Regions from separate parts of the Danio rerio genome. Here region 2 is linked to region 1. The links are chromatin contacts, called in public HiCAR-type maps. All regions are on one chromosome and are shown on one strand. Each heading gives the region's core, a stretch centred on a gene start, on an enhancer-like site or on the middle of the called end of the contact. The rest is flanking DNA. Distances are from core to core; before and after follow the strand shown. Region 1 holds the start of hsd11b2 (hydroxysteroid (11-beta) dehydrogenase 2). Region 2 holds the start of zdhhc1 (zDHHC palmitoyltransferase 1).

Region 1 (3,101 bases), core at 239-2,738:
GTTGCATAAGATCATTTAACTTAGAATCAGATTAGCTTAGCCAATTAAGAAAAAGACAAACCATCCTTGAGTACTGTAGTTCAGCCAGCAGGACACAATAGAGGTTAATACACAACACATCGGATGAACAAGACTAGCAGAATGCATGCACTGATTAATCATCAAACAGTGCTGAATGTTACATCCAGTCCAGGGTTATTATAGTTAACTTGAAATCATATTGATTACTTAAATGAGAACTGAAATAAGATATAGCACATTTTCATTTCAGATATTTGCCAAGGAACTTTTATGCATTCTCTATACACTTAACAATGAGCAAAGGTACATAAAAAGTCCAATAATATTGCCATATTAAAAGTGCTAAAACAAAAACACAAGACAACACACACACTTTAAAACCAAACTTAAATAAAAACTGAAATTTACAGTAGCATAAGATTGAAAGTAAAATTAAACTTCACCTATTTTTGAACTTGATATGGTCTAAAGATAAAGAAAATTCTTTTAAAAGCATCGCACAAGATGTTCTTGATCAAGACAGTCTGTCCTCAGACATGAGATGTTATGTAGGGTAAAAGTGATTCTAATCAGGAAAGCAATTAATACAGAACTTACAGTAAAACAGCAAACATAGCATGTGCTGACAAGGAATGTACAGTGCAAATGTGCAGCTAATTCCATCACGGTACAGGTGAAACACATACTTTTTAACCCTCTAAATGTTGCTGTATGGCTAAATACAAAACAACAACAATCCTAATATAATTGTGGCACTTTTGCAAGACAGAATACACCCGTCATGACCTAGATTCCCCAGCTGATGTTTGTACAATCTCTGCTTATCAATTCATGTGCATTTCAGGTCAGTGCGTAATGATCCTCTGAGTCAGCCACGGATCAAAAGAAGAAAACACAAAAATGTACAATGACACACACAATCATTCCTTTCATTCTGTTCTTGCTTTGGCTCTTGCTTACCTGTGATGAAGACTGCTTTGTCTTCAACTGGCAGGGAGGGTTTAGGGGTGGCCCACGTGAAGTACAGCCAGCAGCACACACAGAGGACCAGTCTTGCCAGCACAGCGGGCATGCACAGGGCACACAGTCTCTCCACCAGCAGAGTGGCACCCAGCCATACCACCACTGAGGGCATGGCACCGATATTGAATGCCAGGAACTTCTTCACCGCTCCACCAACAAAGATAGACATTACGCCGATGTAAATCCAGAAAGACACTGCAAAGTCTTCCATTGTACTAGAGATGGAAATGCTTTGTAGTCTTTCTCTCCCTGCCTGTTTTCTCTTTTTTTTTCTGTCTGTCTATCTGTCTGTCTGTCTTGTACTGATACTGGCACCTTTCCCTCTTTTTCTCTCTCTGCCACTGTCTCGGTCTCAAGTGGGATCACACTTACAAATGAGCAACCATGTGCCTGCTCGGTTGCCTACAATCTCAAGCTCACACACATCTCACACGTTCCAACTCAGAGTAGGAGAGTAAGAGCTAGTGAACAGATCCGTCTGACTGCGTGTGTGTATATATAGTGTACTCTGCAGGAGAGGGGAGGGACTTTGCTCAAGCAGATGTAATCAAAGCCCAATGGCCAAAGCTTTGCAACACTTCTTGTACCCCCCACTTACCCTCAGCCCCCACAACATACACAGGTTTGTCGTCTTTCCAACAAAGCATTTGCTCTTTGTGCATTTTCCACTCTTTTGCTGCTTTTGCTTGGCACTGAAATAATTTGTGGAACTTTCTTCTATATAAATATGAGAAAATAAATGACTATTATAACAGTGGAAGCATCTGAATTTGCTAAATACAGTATTTTTCTCACTCTCCTTTGAAATGTGCATTGCAAATAGGCAAACTCACTTTACTTGAATTGCAGGTGTCAGTGAGACACGGAGACATTTGTGGGTGGTTGTACTACGTATGTTTTTTCGACATGTGCACGTGTGCTTTGCTTTGGCTCATGTGACTCATGTGTTTCCTCCATGATTAATCCTCAGAATGCCCTTTTGATGTGTTTTGGCATTGCTGTCTATGCATTTTAAACTCTGCAGGTCTAATTTGCTGTTCCTTTCAGAGAACATTAAACTAATATGCATTCACAGGAATGTAGGCCTACAAAAAGAAAAACAAAAAAGCACAAAGAGTGTGGGTGGCAGATGAAAAGTGGAGAAAGGTGTTTATAATGAGGAGAAAAAGATCTCATTTTCAGGGTCATTGATTCGTCTTCTAAATGCAGATGTTTTGTCTAAAATACCCCAAGTAGAATCCTGCTATTTAGATCTATACATGTCAAGATAGTTCACCTTTTGATGACACCTGTAGATTCCCGCTCCCTTGTTTCCCTAGGAGCTGTTTAATAAACACATCAGCAGTACTATAAATCCTCCAAGCAAGAATCTGACCTTTACACTAAGAAAAGGAGAGGCATCAAAGAAGGAATGATGAACTGAGGGAAAAAGGGGGGGCACTGACGTCATTCTCACATCAGGTGTGTTGTTTCATCTTATTTGGATGACTATGTGTGAAACCTCATGTCATCTTTACCCTAGTTCTGTCTTTTACACTCATCTGTCTTCTCAATGTGTGTAAAACTCGTCCATAGACTCTGTGTTTACGTTTTTTTTGCAGTTTTGTTTTTCGTATCTATATCTCAATCTCTAAATTTTCCCCCTTCCACAGAAGTTATTCACAGCTCACAGTTTGTTTGATTACACATGACAGTACAGTATGCAGGAAGAAATTACACAACTCCTCCTACATCCACCTCAGACAATACAAACTCTAAATCCCGTTATTCATCTCTAAGCCGAGCCCATACAGAAGTTAAAGCCTTCTCTGTACATACTTGTTTGGATGCTGAACATAGTGTTCCTTGACCTTGTGTTAATGACCTTTGGAGGTCATAGAACATGTTACCATTCATCCGTATCACCAACAGGCAATTGTGCGCCACACACGCTCCACAGCATTGCCATATGGTGATCATATCATATGATACTAATTCTTATGTAAGCCTTTGGCAGCAGGAATAACCCTTTATCATTTAGATGGGTTCAGTGTTTTCCACCAGAGGACATTTTTAGA
Region 2 (3,283 bases), core at 209-2,708, 65 kb after region 1:
GTACGATGTCCTATTAAAAAAATAAAATAAAATCATTTAAATATGGACTAAAATACCACCACAGAACAGCAAATCATTTTACATGGGTTCATAAATGAGTAGCACCCAGCATGCAGTTTATATACTTATTTGGCCAGACATTCCTCTGGAAAATGAACACCACAGATAAGCTGCACTTCATTATAGATATGCTATAAACTCAAGAACACAGCTAGCATTTGTAACTGTATTTATAAACTGCTTATCAATGTCTATTAAATGTAGAGTTAATGCTAAACAAATAAAATATTAATAAATTAACTAGTTATTAAATGCTTAATAAATTATTTATAGTATGCAGATGTTATAAAGTGTAACTCAACAGTTTGCGATAACCTCAATGAAAATATTCCTGTAGTTTGTTTTCTTTTCTTCCTACAATGGGCCTAGGCAATCCAATCATATTGGCCAACACTTCTTATTCGCCAGGTAAAACACACCTGATATACATTAAAGATATGAGACTTTATATGGTTAAGGCCTGCAGAATAAGCCTAACTTTTAAAACCGTCAAACATCTCATTCATCACTGTAAAACGATGACAAAACATCAGGCTAATAACACATTGTGGGGCTAACAGGCAGTCAGCACAATTTTTAATGTGCTAATGTAATACAACGTTGAGTAATGGTTTTTACACGAATATAGCAAAATATAGATAAATCTGAAACTCTCACATCAACGTGCTTTTACCATCTTAGTTTAATGCATGTGTCACTAAGCGTATTAGACCGCCGTTAAGTCAACAAGCCATTAAATCAACAATGTTTCAATAAACCATTGTCACGAACTACGATCGTCGTAGCATTTAATCAAACTAGAAAACGAACTCTAGAAAATTATTAACAGTTATAGCAGCTCTCACTCTGGCTGTGTAAAATTATCCATAATTATTATTATCATATTTTATTCTTCTGGAAAAAAAAAACTCGTCACGTAACATTTTTGTCCCAGTCCCCAGACCGTTGGGTTAAATCATGCAGGCTAATCTGGCATTTCTGCATAACTTTACAGTATAAAACAGCAGCATTACAAAATAAACACATACTTTAACAGTTTAAAATAAAACTTAATAGAAAATCGGTACTTACACTTTCCTTGTCATCCGTGTCGTCCATTAGCGCATCCTTGATCCAATCCGACAGTTGGCGCTGTCACAAAAAAATAGGGTCCTAAAGATGCGGTCCTAAAAATGCGGTCCTGAGAGTGCAGCCACTCCAGTTGTGCAGGATTACCCTTCTCAATAGAGCAGGTATTCCAGAGTGCAAAATAGAAACACTATAAAACTACATCTAATAAAACAATCTAGTAAATAATAATAAAATAAAAGCAACGTTTTATCATCTTAAATTACGATTGAAACTTCAAGAAAAAAAGTTTAATTTTATTATTTAGTGGTAAGGACTTTTAATTTGAAAGAAACCATGTAACGGTTTTCCCGGATGTAGGTGCGTCGGTCAGCTATTAATTACACAAATTGTCACTGTATGCCGAAAATACTGGATTTACTATCGCTGCTGTAATATAAAACCTTTGTTTATTGGTGTTTGTGCAGTCTCTTAAGCAGACTGGATTGTTTAGATAGATAAAACGCTTTGTATGTAGATCGAGAACCATCGTAAGATGTGATTTGTTTGCAGAATGATTAGTTAACAGCAGTCAATCGTGTTCTCCGCGCACAACTAACGTTAACGTTAGCGGTTAATATTTGGTCAGTCACAAATGTTTTATTGGTTTGGTGCACTGTGGCAAGTTAATCAGTATATCTAGAAGAGATTAGTTACCTCGGAATGAAAGCGTGATGATAGATTTGGGTTAGTGAGACGCCCGCTTGGATCTCAGGCTACAGGTATACGTTAGTGAATGAGTAAAGACAGGGCTAACGTTAGTGGTCACCCAGAGCTAATGTTATTGTGTTTGTGCCGTGGATGAGTGAGGGTCAAAGATGACTCCGGTTAGTGGTAGTTTTCATGTAAAGAAAAAGCAGTGCAGGTAATGTTGGCTGAATCCTGTCATCAGTAACGGAGCAGGTGAGTTTTATGCTTTATACGTGAGCTTATTTTCATCAATAATGATGACCACTAAGGATGTGTTAGTTAACGTTAGCTATTAGAATCTGGTGTAAAACGTATTTGCCTTTTTGTTTAATACGTTTACATGTATTACTTCAAATAACATTTAACATAAAGCTTTGAATGTTGAATGCTTAAAAAAGACTATTAGTGTAGCAATAAAATTTGTAACGTTAGTAATCATAAAAATATGTAACATTTAATTAAAGACCATTTTCAAAAACGTTGAGCTGAATAATTTGCTAACATAAGTTCAAATTGTGGACACTGCAGCCATAATATTGTAGATGTATTATTATGTAACTTAAATACAAATAACTATATCAACCGTTCTTAAAATATTTTAGATATTTTATCAGCCTACTTCATGTACAGAATAATTGATGACAGCTACATAACCACCAAAAAACTGAAATTATTTAAAACTGTATTATTTGAAATGCCAAAAATCAAAAGCCTCATGGAGAGCAGAACGCACTTGAAGTGGATCATCTGGTGGAAATAATCCAAAATTTATCATCCTGAACATTTTTCATATCACACAGCTGATAAAACGTTAAAAATAAGCATTTATAAACTGATACTACTGCCAGACACTGTGCATCATTGAGATTGTGAGTATATTTCAAGCATTTTTCCATTTGTTTTCTTTAAAATTAATGATACACAACAAATGTATAATTTACAGTAAACTGAATTCATTGTTAATTTTCAATAATGCAAAATGCTTATTAAATGTGATAGGGAGCATTTAGTTCTGTTATTATTTTTTGTTTATCATATTTTAAATCTTTTTAAACAACTGGAGTTGACAATAACAGAGTTAATATTTTCTCCATTTTATGCTTTAGCTCAAGATGCTAACCTCAAACCAGATACCACAAAATAGAATTGTGTTTATTTTCATCATATTATAGTTTTTAAAATGTGATCTAGAAATACACTGAAACATCACACTAACATTAACACTATCACTATAACATTATTATGCCTTTTTATACTGTAAGTGATGTAACCGAACTGAAAAGAAAGTAGGGAGAGACACACACTCACTTATTCACTTTCCTTGAGTTTGTTCATTCATTCATTTTCTTTTCGGCTTAGTCCCTTTATTAATCTGGGGTCGCCACAGCGGAATGAACCGCCAACTCATTCAGCATATGTTTTACAC

What was found. HiCAR-type assays count read pairs that join an accessible place to other places.
Region 2: a contact with region 1 is called in a HiCAR-type map of caudal fin, with 6 times the contacts expected there. The contact joins the promoter of zdhhc1 here to the promoter of hsd11b2 in region 1. A contact is called at or near these places in 3 of 18 Hi-C or Micro-C datasets (caudal fin and embryo) and 3 of 4 datasets of contacts at active chromatin or transcription factors (caudal fin, embryo and gastrula embryo).

The regions. Positions count from the first base shown.
Region 1 is chr7:35,235,176-35,238,276 of GRCz12tu, forward strand. hsd11b2 (hydroxysteroid (11-beta) dehydrogenase 2) reads right to left here and starts at 1,489. Exons shown (of 5, transcript NM_212720.2): 1 at 982-1,489. The coding sequence starts at 1,255. It also overlaps a transcript of zdhhc1 not described here.
Region 2 is chr7:35,300,092-35,303,374 of GRCz12tu, forward strand. zdhhc1 (zDHHC palmitoyltransferase 1) reads left to right here and starts at 1,459. Exons shown (of 11, transcript NM_001423785.1): 1 at 1,459-2,070.